Linked DNA regions of Arachis hypogaea: region 1 is linked to region 2. The links are chromatin contacts, called in public Hi-C maps. All regions are on one chromosome and are shown on one strand. Each heading gives the region's core, a stretch centred on a gene start, on an enhancer-like site or on the middle of the called end of the contact. The rest is flanking DNA. Distances are from core to core; before and after follow the strand shown.

Region 1 (5,737 bases), core at 3,102-5,601, 85 kb after region 2:
AAGGTATAAGGTCTCTCGTTTAATTAGTTAGACTACACAATCATTACAAAGGTCCGTTTCACAATCATGTCACCAACAACTTTTTGTGCCTTATATTATACAATAACACAGAAAAAGGTGTCCCTAAATACTACATACTCATACATTATATCTTTACAAACCTGTTTTGGTTACTTATTATTATTAGTATTTAAACAAATTAAATTGTAATATAAATAAGCTTATCCGTAATATTGGTATGTAATGTATAATAATAATGGTGAGAAACAATTCAATTGCGTATGCCATAGGCAAAAGTACGCATTAAATATGAATACGCTCTTTCACTTAATGTTGTGAGACCAAATTAGTATAAATTTTGATGTACTGTAGAAGCTAACTAAATTGAATATATATTACAAGACAAGAAGTTATTATTATTTATTAACCTTTGATATTGAAATTTGGAGGGAGGGCATGTTGCACGTGAGAACGCGCATGCATACTACAAAATTTGAAAATGATGAGAATTAAATACTTCATAACTTATAATAAGTGCATGTTTCGGCGCCATTATTTTGTTAAAAAAAGATCTTTTTTCTTGAAAAAATATCTTTTTTTTTTTATTTTTTAACGTGTTTGACAAATTTCTAGTAGTAAAAGTAAAAGCACTAGTAAAATAAAAAAAATATCTTTTTTGAGAAGCTGTAATTTACATCTTTTTTTAAAAGATCTTTTTTCCTTAAAAAAAGATGTTTTTTATGTAATAAATGAACAAAAAAGTACTTTTATACTGTTATACTCAAACATAATTGATAAATAAAAAGACCTTTTTACATGAGATATCCAAACATAAAATTACTTTTACTTTTCTATAAGATCTTTTAAAAAAAGATAACTCAAAAAAAGATCTTTTTTTTTAAAGTTCACCCAAACAAGCCCTAACTCTTACTAGGGTATACGCGGATGGGATCAGATATGGCTGAAAATTCGATCCGATCCGCACAATTTTCATCGGATCGGGTCGGATATGATATTTGTATTTCTTAGTGTCGGATCGGATATTGGATATATCCGCATAATTGAACCTTTTCTTTTTAATCATATTTCTATGTAAAAAATTTAATAAAAATATTTCTTTCACATTTTTAGACTTATTTATTCCTAAAATATTTTTAATTAAACTTTTTCGAAATAACAAAAATAAAATAATACAATGTATGAATAATAATTACTAATTAAAACATACAAACAAGTAAATATAATATCAAACATATATATATATATATATATATATATATATATATATTTATTTATTTATTTATTTTTAATTATTATGTAGATCTGCGGATCCGCGGATCAAATATGCAGATGTAGAGCAGATATCCACGATCTGATCCGTAAATGGTGCGGATCGGATCGTATCCGCAATTTTCGGATCGGATGCGGATATTTACCGCGAATCTGCGGATACGATCCGATCCATGAACATCCCTAACTCTTACACTCCCAATGCATATGTATTTTTTATTTCATTTTGAGAAAATCTTAGGGCTAGCACTTTTATTAAAATTTGGTCAGTATTTAACCATCAAAGAAAAATAAGTAATTCTATATTATTAGATATCATCTCACACTATTAAAAATATTAATAATAGCTAATTGATAGCTACACATCACAAATTCTGCTGCCCCTAGCACTCCTCTTTTATTTTTCTATTACCTCACTTCATTTTCAGACATTAAACCTAACTTTTTTACTTTTTCTATTACTAATATATATTATTTTCATAATGCATGACTAATATTGAAACAATTTCATTACGTCTATGTTTTTTTATATAGTAGATATTATTTGTCACTAATATTTTCTTAATAATTAACACATATTTTTATTTTATTAATTAAAAAATAATTTAAATACATAAATGAGTAATACTACAAGATCAAAAAAATAATCTTTCTTAACCAATATTTGGCCAACATTATATATCTAAGTAATAAATTCTAAACCATAAATATTAAATCCTAATTCCTAATGATATAAAAACATAATATTAACTAAAAGTATTGAGTAATATTAATGAAAAATATTGACTCCTAATATTTCTCTATTAGAATATAATGCTGAGTTGCTATGTATGCAGACCATTCAATTATATTTTGATAGACTTTATTAAAACTTAAATATATTAATGATACTAGTAATGGCTTAAGTTCGGTCAAGAAAATTATTACATACAAAATCATAATAGAAATTCAAAAGTTAAAATAATTATGTTGTGATAGAAAAGGCAAAAAAAAAAAAAAAAAAAAACATATAATAACATACATTGAAGGTGGACATATGGAATCTGGAAAATTCTTCTGAAAAATAATAATAGCACAAAGGGTTGGTTGAAGTAGTAATAAATAACTGATACTAAGAAAAAGCATGCATTTAAATTTTAATAATAAAAACTTTATAGAGAAATTAATTATTATTGCATATATAACACTTTTGTTTCATTACAAATTAAACAAGGATTAGTCCTATAAATAGTTCTAATAATCTAACCTTATAAACATACCTTGAATTCTACTAAACAAAAATAGAAATATAGCTGATCATATATTATATAGTTGTTTATGAAAGGGACATATTTTCTTTCATCAAACTTGTGATTAATTTCACACAAATTCAGGTCACCTGCTTTTATCCATTTGAGCTAATAGAAAAAGGTGATGCATAAGTTATGATCTTTGTTATGCTGCTACCATGATTTGGACATGTTGAACAACCAAATAATTATTAGAACATTAGAGAAACAAAATCTTTATATCTATATCTTCACTTAATGATAATTAGATTGTGATATAGTATCAAACTCGCCTATCAGAGAAAACAATTCATGAACCGTATTCGTTACCATGATTTTTTGGGTAACATTTCATAATTTAGGGTCCTACTAGTCATCAAATCAATAAAACAGTTTTCATATAGATGCATGCATACAAAAATAGTGTTGTCAATTATACCTTATAACAGTTTCATATATAGATTCATATGCATATTCTGTTTTTTATTACATGCAACTTGCTCTTCTAATTTAATTAATAACTTGTTTAATTTATTTGTCATAATTAGAAGCTTGAATTTCATTTTATCCTTGCATTTCCCTCAGTAATTTGAGAAGAGGATGTAATTATATTGTTGTTAAATTTGAGGTAAACACACTAATGTGAGAATATGGCAAATTGAATTTATTATGATTTATTTTATATTACAAACTAGAGTAAATGACAAATAAGTCCTTGAACTTTTGGTTTGTAGACATTTAAATTCTTGTTAAGTCCCCGATTTTTTCAAAATTTGGAGATATCGATCTCTGGATCTAATTTGTCCTATTTTAAAAATTTTTCCACGTGTGCATCCGTATATCGGCCACGTCAGTACAACGGAAGTCATGTTTGATTTTTTCGTTGAGCCTGATAGATCCAAGTGAACAGAGGGATCGATGTGTCCAGATTTTAAAAAAGTTAGGGACTTAAATGTATTTTCAAATTTTCGAAGACTTAAATATCCGTAAATCAAAAGGTCAAAAACCTATTTGTCATTTTTTCTACAAACTATGTTTTCTTGTCAATAGTAATTGGAAGTATATACACATTACTAATTAAATAAATGATAATAATGAAATCATGTTCCAATCAAATCCTGTTTTTTGTGTTGTACTTATACACATCAAATAACAATAATAATATTGGGCAAATTTGGTGGATTTAATTTGTTATATTATTGAAAACAATGAAATAGGTGCATCCCCTTACTACATCCATCATAGAAAAGTGCACATAAAATATTAAGTTAGTAGTTCATCACTCCAAAAAACTTTGGCCCCCCATTTTTTTTATTAATATATGTTTTGACAAACAATATTCAAGAGAAACCCCACAATCTAAAAGTCACAAACTGATATGATGCACCATGATAATCAAGATTATTATTATTGCTCTATATGTTTTCACATTCAAGCTATTAACGCACTATTATGCAGTGGTTATAACTTATAACCCACTTGGATGTGATGTAACTTAACTTTTTTATTTGGCAAGTTGTTAGAATATCTTAGCTTCCCTAATTGAAGTGAAGTGTGACATGCTCTTTACCAACATTAATGAAAAGAATTATAACCTCAATATAAACCCTACATACTATATAGTATAATAATCTCATTGTTGGTGAAAAAATTATCATTCAGAAATTAAAAATTTTTTTTTTACTATGTCAAAAATTTGGGCGAATCACGTCGCAAGTAAAGCCCAACAAGACCCATGTTACTTTTTTTTTCTATAAGGCTCATACCCTGACAAAAAAGGAAAAAACTGACCAGGCCCATACCATAGCCCAATATAGACTTGGAATTTTTCTTTTAATTTCTTACGGTATCTCTCAGCATAATAGGCCAATGATTAATCTGTTGTAAATTTGAACTTTATTTAAGGGTTTACCGTTGGTCAAAAAGTTGATATATGAACAAGGCGGAATTTGAACCCCAGCATAGTAGGCCAAGGACTAACTGTCACAAATTTGAGATTCATTTAAGAATTTGCCGCTGACCAAAAGGTTGATGTATGCACAAAGCGAAATTTGAACCCCGACACTTGGTTGAATAGAGTGAGCTAACGACTCAATCAATCTAAGTTGGTTAGACTCAGACCTTATTAATTGAATGTTTATGAACCTACCAAGTTCACTAAAACAGTAACAATAATACTGAAATGAACTTGCCAATTAGCTTTTTCTTTTATTAACAAATCAAAATCTCTAAGGAGAATAGACCTTATTATATGATGAAGAATAAACAAAGCCAATGTACTTCTGATATGAACAAACTAAGATTGGATGACCAAAATTCCTGCCATGTTGCTGCTATACACTGTCAAAAATATGATGTCAAGATCTTTGGTCAGAGCATACTCTCAGTCTCAGATGAACAAAACAAAAAAACATTGGAGCATTGGTGATGGTTTTCATATGATTCTCTATTCAACGAACTGAAGCACATATGGATTGTTGGTTGTGCAATTCTGTGACCCCATTTGTGATCTTTTGCTTGCTTTTCCTCCTCTTTGTTACAACTATGAATCCTTCACCATCTCCATTCACTTTTCTACTTACATCCTCAGGCTCTTCACTATCACTGGAATTTGGAACCTTGTTATTTTCTTCATCCCCATACGTGATTTTTATGATAGCACTGTCTTTAGCTATTGCATCAGAAGAAGAGTTCTCTGACTTTTCATGCTTTCCTTCGCTAGCTTTCGACTCATCCACAGAATCAATGTTCTGCTGAACAGATTTCACAAGAAAACTGAGCAATATCTGCCTTGCTATCTCCGACTTCTCGGACTCAGAAATGCTGCTTTTCAGAGAACTATCTTTGCCTTTGACGAATTTCTCATCGGCCTTGTTTTCTTCGGATGAAACATTGGCATTGCCAGTGTCTAATTGAGAAGCATTTCTGGGAACAAACTCGGGTGCATGTGGATTCATGATTCTTGGAGCACCATATGTTCTTTCCCTGATAGGAGTATGGCTTTTAGTGAAACCATGCTTCATGCGAAACGCATAGTTGGTTCGATAATATAGAGGTGATCTTGGACCACAAGGAACTCTAGCAGCAGCAGGAGGAAGAACAGGCTCAACAAGCATGCCTTGGCTAACATTAGCATCATATATGCTTAAATGGTGGTTTGACATAGACAACATTCCTGG
Region 2 (4,943 bases), core at 282-2,781:
ACATACTGATATTCAGTGAAAAGAAAGGATGTGGCACCTGCAAACAAATTCAGAGCTTGTAAGTACAAAGACCAAAATACCCATCCAAGTCCCAACACTAAATGTGTAAGCAAATCAGCAATGTGCCATATTAGTCTATCACATGCCATGCGGTGATTAGGTATCAGCATTCTAGATTAAGGAACCACCACAGTCAGGTTGATTATTTTAAAGCAAATTACTTTCTTCATCAAAATCATAATATTTATACAGGCAGCAGGATATATACCGATTTAGGATGCTTCCATCATTCTTGGAATCAGAACAATTTGTAATATGATAAAACCCCACAGTAAAATATCAACAGTACTAGATGGATTATTAATTAATTATTAATTTATTACAAAATAATAATAACAACAACTAAAAATAATAACCGCACTAACACTAGATAATAATAGGACGGATGTACTAATAATAGCAGATTAATAATAAGAAAAACAACGACTTCATATTAAACCATAAAGTGATAAAACACTAAGATATTTTGACAACAGCTATATTTCAGGCTTTCAGATAAACAGATAAAGCTAGATCTTTGTGTATCCACTATTCACGATAATATCTAGTAGTAGCATTCAATTCCAATAATTCGGGAACTTAATCTACACAGTCGTTAAGACCGCAAACGGCACAGAAACACGAACACTTTAAATCCAAACAAGCACTAACAAGCTTATCCTTTCGAAAGCATAACTATTTACTAACACAACTACTCAACCGAACAAATAAGAAAAACAAAAAACAAAACACAAAACGTTAGATTCAGCTCCAAAAACGACACGCCAGAAAAATAAACCGACGACACAACGAGATCTCAAGTAAGAAAAGCTCAGATCTCACCTTCGGAGATGGCGCTTTGAATGTCGGCACACTTGACCACGACGCTATGGTCGTTGATTCCTTCCTCCTCTTCGATCAGGTAATCTCCGTAACCGTTCTTCCCGTTGTTGTTGTTGTTGCTGTTACCACTCGAAGACGACGTTGCGTGCGGTGTGAGCTTCACCTTTGAAACGAGGAACCACTGCACCAGTGAGAACACGATCCCGACGACGGCGCATACCGGAATCACTATCTCCGTCGCGAGCTCCGACAGAATAGCCCCTCCCATTCTCGCCGGAAAAAACCTAACTCCGCCGGTTACCTCACCGGAAAAATGTAAAGCGGCGTTCGCCGGAACACAGAGAGAAATGGAGTGTAAGTCACGGAGAGAATGTGAGCTCGAGTGCGGCGAGGCTTGCGGTTTTATAGCGGGGGAGAGAATGATGGGGTACGTGAAAGTTACGAACGTTATGTTGTACCCTGTTTTGTGACCGTTGGATTTGGTGTCATTAGATTTGAAGTGATTTGAACGGTGGATGAGTGAGGAAATGGAATGAAATTAAGGCGGGAGAGAGGAAAATGATTTTGGAGAATGGAGAGTGTGTTACACACGGATATATGGTAGTTTTTTATATTATTTATTATTTTATTTATTTTGGTATGCTGCGGACATATGGTAGATTTACTTGGAGAGGTTATATAGTGTAACTCTGGTTACGTAGGTGATAATATTCATACAAAAATTTTATTTATATATTAAAATTAATCATTAAAATTAATTATTATATATTTTATATATTAATATAAATATTATTTAATTTATTTTTAATATATTAATAATTAACTTTAATGATTAATTTTAATATATACCTAATATAATTGATATTAATATATTTTTGTAAGCGAATATTTGATTCAATGTATTTAACTATTTATGGTTTTTTTGTTATAATAATCATTTACTAGCATTATTTGCTGTTGACCAATAAAAAAGGATAAATTTTATTTACAAAATATAAAATAAAATATTTATACTTCTTTGAAAGTACAAACATATCTTAAAAAAAATTAAAGAAACTTTAGTAAGCTAAATCTAAGTTGTTTGGATTTTTGCTTGGCATTTATAATTTACCCCAAAAAAATTATTATTATATTCTAAGTGACACAAAAATAATTGCTTGCAACGTAAACCCTATTAAATGAAAATATTTCAAGTTATACATGCCTAATTGCTTTTATGTATGATGGTTCTAGTTTTGTATATTAAAACTCCGTTAAAAAAAATTAGTCTCATAATGTTGTCTTATTAACTCAATTTTAACCATCTCTTATAGAGAATACATATAATTTCCAAAAAGAAAAAAAAAACAAATACGAAAATAAAAAACTATTGAAATTTCTTTCAGCTTAATGCTTAATTACTCTTATTAATTTAAAATTAAAAAATAATTTTTTATAAACAAAAGTTTGAGAGTCAGTAATTTTTAATTTATAGTAATCCGTACTTTTGGCTAGCAACTCAATATATTTAGTTTATTAGTCTAATTTTATATTTTTAACTAACACTTTTAAATATTAATAGTTAATTGTTGGATAAAAATAATAAATTTTACTAATTTGGTAGCATTTTTTTCATTTTCTTTTTTTTTTTTGTATGCAACTTAGGTTGCATTTGATTTTAAAAATATGATAAAATAAAATACTAAAAATATAACACAAAAAATAAAAATATAAAAATTAGTATTTTTATATTTTATTTAATAATAAACTAAATATAAGAGAGAACAAACAAAAAAAATCTAATTTATCTTTATTTTTTTTTCACACAAAATTTAGAATTAAGAATATATTTTGATAGTAATAATAATAAAAAATAAAAAAAAAAAGTGTGTCTCCATTCAATATAGAAGTGATAATGAATATAATATGATAGGATTTAGACCTAATTCTAATCCTACTCGTGAATTTATTTTTTACTAAAATTCAATCTTACTCTATACTTATGTTTATAACATGTCAATTTTAATATTATCGTCCTTAATTTGGGGATATTCGACTCTATCTACGATTTCGCGAATCATAAAAAAAAATGTAATATCCAATAATTTGAGAAGATCTTGGAATTATAATTTAGTATGTATATATTATTAAATAAATTTAATTTTCTTATAAAAAATAAAAGTATCAAATTTTTAATTAAAGATCTTGATTTAGTGGTTAAATATTTTTTATATAAATACAAAATTTTTTATTTGATATTCATCTCAAATTAAATCAGATTAAGTAGGTACGAATAAAAGAGTAATTCAATGTATTATTTTTATATTCTTCGTGTGATAAAGAGGACACCATCGTATATCCTTATAAATAAACGCGGCAATCAAATTGGATCATCACCTTAAAGCTTTGGTATCATTAGTTTTCTTATTACTTACTCAAATAATTTAAACTAAGCAAAAATAAATATTAAGAAAGGGGCTATTATGCTTTATTTCGCTTAAGAAAAAAGTTAACAAGAATAACAACATATAACAATATATAAGAGTTATGACCAAAACATTTAAGAGAAATTATACTGTTTATATTTTTATAAATTTAATTTTTATTTTTAACTGTATTAAACTATAATCGCATATCATTAAAAAAAATGTATTATACCAATTTTTTGTAAAAAAAATGAATATCATAAGACTCTATATATATTATGATTGTTGGCATAGAGGAATATTCCGTATGCGTTAGGTAATTGGTGGGACCGAGGGTGATTTTCCAGCATTGGATGGAAGTAGGGTGTCGGTGATGAGTATGATGGGAAGAATGAAGGGTGTGTGATTAGTGGCTCCGGTGGTCATGGGTGCAGAGGATTGTGATTGGTGAGCTGAGAATATCGTGGGAGCTGAGCTTTCAGATTCAGCAAGAAACGGCCTTAGGGACGCTGACGTAAGCTGTTTTGAATGGCGTGCAAAGCATCCTATCCGATAACACATCCCTTTTCTCTTTCTCTGTTTTTATTTTATTTTATTATATTTTGGATAATCCAACAAAAAAAATATTGTCTAGTTAGAAAATCACTAGTTTTTTTTTAGAATATGTTTTTCTTTTCTTACCAAAATTAGGGAGGTTTGAATCCGCGATCTCTTAGATAAATATAAAGAGATTATGTCATTTGAACTATAACTCATTGGCAGTTCTTTTAAAATATGTTAATAATAAAGATTTTTAAAATATGATAATAATAATAATAATAATAATAATAATAAAATTTATTATAAGTATTAGATGAGTTTTATATTTTACAAATTGGTGTATTTATTTAAAAAATGTTAAAATATCTGAATAGCTATTTAATTTCTTAAAAATGTTTAATCATTTATAAAATCCTCACAAAAAAATCACTTATAGTAGAATTATCAAATTTTAAAAATAAAATATCTTATTTTATGATTATGTTTGCAAAAAAAATTAAAATCCAATATCTAAAATTTTATTAAGAACGGCTGTATATCTAAAAATATTTTGAGAATATTTTTATTATTAATTTACACCTTATTTTGAAATAGAGTAGTTATATGTCACTTAATCTTTTTTTTTAATTTAATCTTCCTTTTTCAGATTTGTTTATTCTATTTAATTTTTTTTTTTATTTGTTCTCATGCTGCTAACCGATACCAAATATTTATAATCTAATATAGGAAATATAAGTCAAATATACAGTATTATCTTTAGAGGATTATTTTTTATTAAGATAAATATATGTTAGCGGTACTTTAGTTTGAATGGATAAAGTCAGAAAGGGTTGAAGTACAGTTGGTGTTACTGTATTTAATCATCAATTAATTAATTAATTACCTTTTCTTTATGATTTCACTCATTGCAAACCTCTCAAAGTCTCATCAAAGTCTAACTATGTTTGCATTTTCAAAAATTAATACTATTCCAATAATAAATTATAAGTACAGTTAAGTTTTTCTAATTGATTATGTTAAATTCAATATGGTAATTGGTCGAGGAGAAATTGAAATATTATGTTTTTTCTCTTAATATATGAGGGAGAAAATATTATTCTGTAAGATAAATTACTA

Evidence for each region. Hi-C and Micro-C count contacts between places; a contact is called where the count stands out from the background.
Region 1: a contact with region 2 is called in a Hi-C map of leaf, with 2.2 times the contacts expected there. The contact joins the enhancer-like site here to the promoter of LOC112775929 in region 2. A contact is called at or near these places in 3 of 8 Hi-C or Micro-C datasets (all in leaf).

Annotation. Positions count from the first base shown.
Region 1 is chr19:2,079,375-2,085,111 of arahy.Tifrunner.gnm2.J5K5, forward strand. LOC112779488 (protein REDUCED CHLOROPLAST COVERAGE 3) reads right to left here. Exons shown (of 24, transcript XM_025823782.3): 24 at 4,737-5,737. The coding sequence ends at 5,009. Among protein-coding and RNA genes, the nearest start is that of LOC112779488, 14 kb to the right of the region's middle. Within about 2 kb of position 4,352, at least 3 of the 3 cell types and tissues checked have open chromatin away from gene starts, as enhancers often do.
Region 2 is chr19:1,997,363-2,002,305 of arahy.Tifrunner.gnm2.J5K5, forward strand. LOC112775929 (pyrophosphate-energized vacuolar membrane proton pump) reads right to left here and starts at 1,532. Exons shown (of 8, transcript XM_025819838.3): 1 at 883-1,532; 2 at 1-37. The coding sequence starts at 1,150.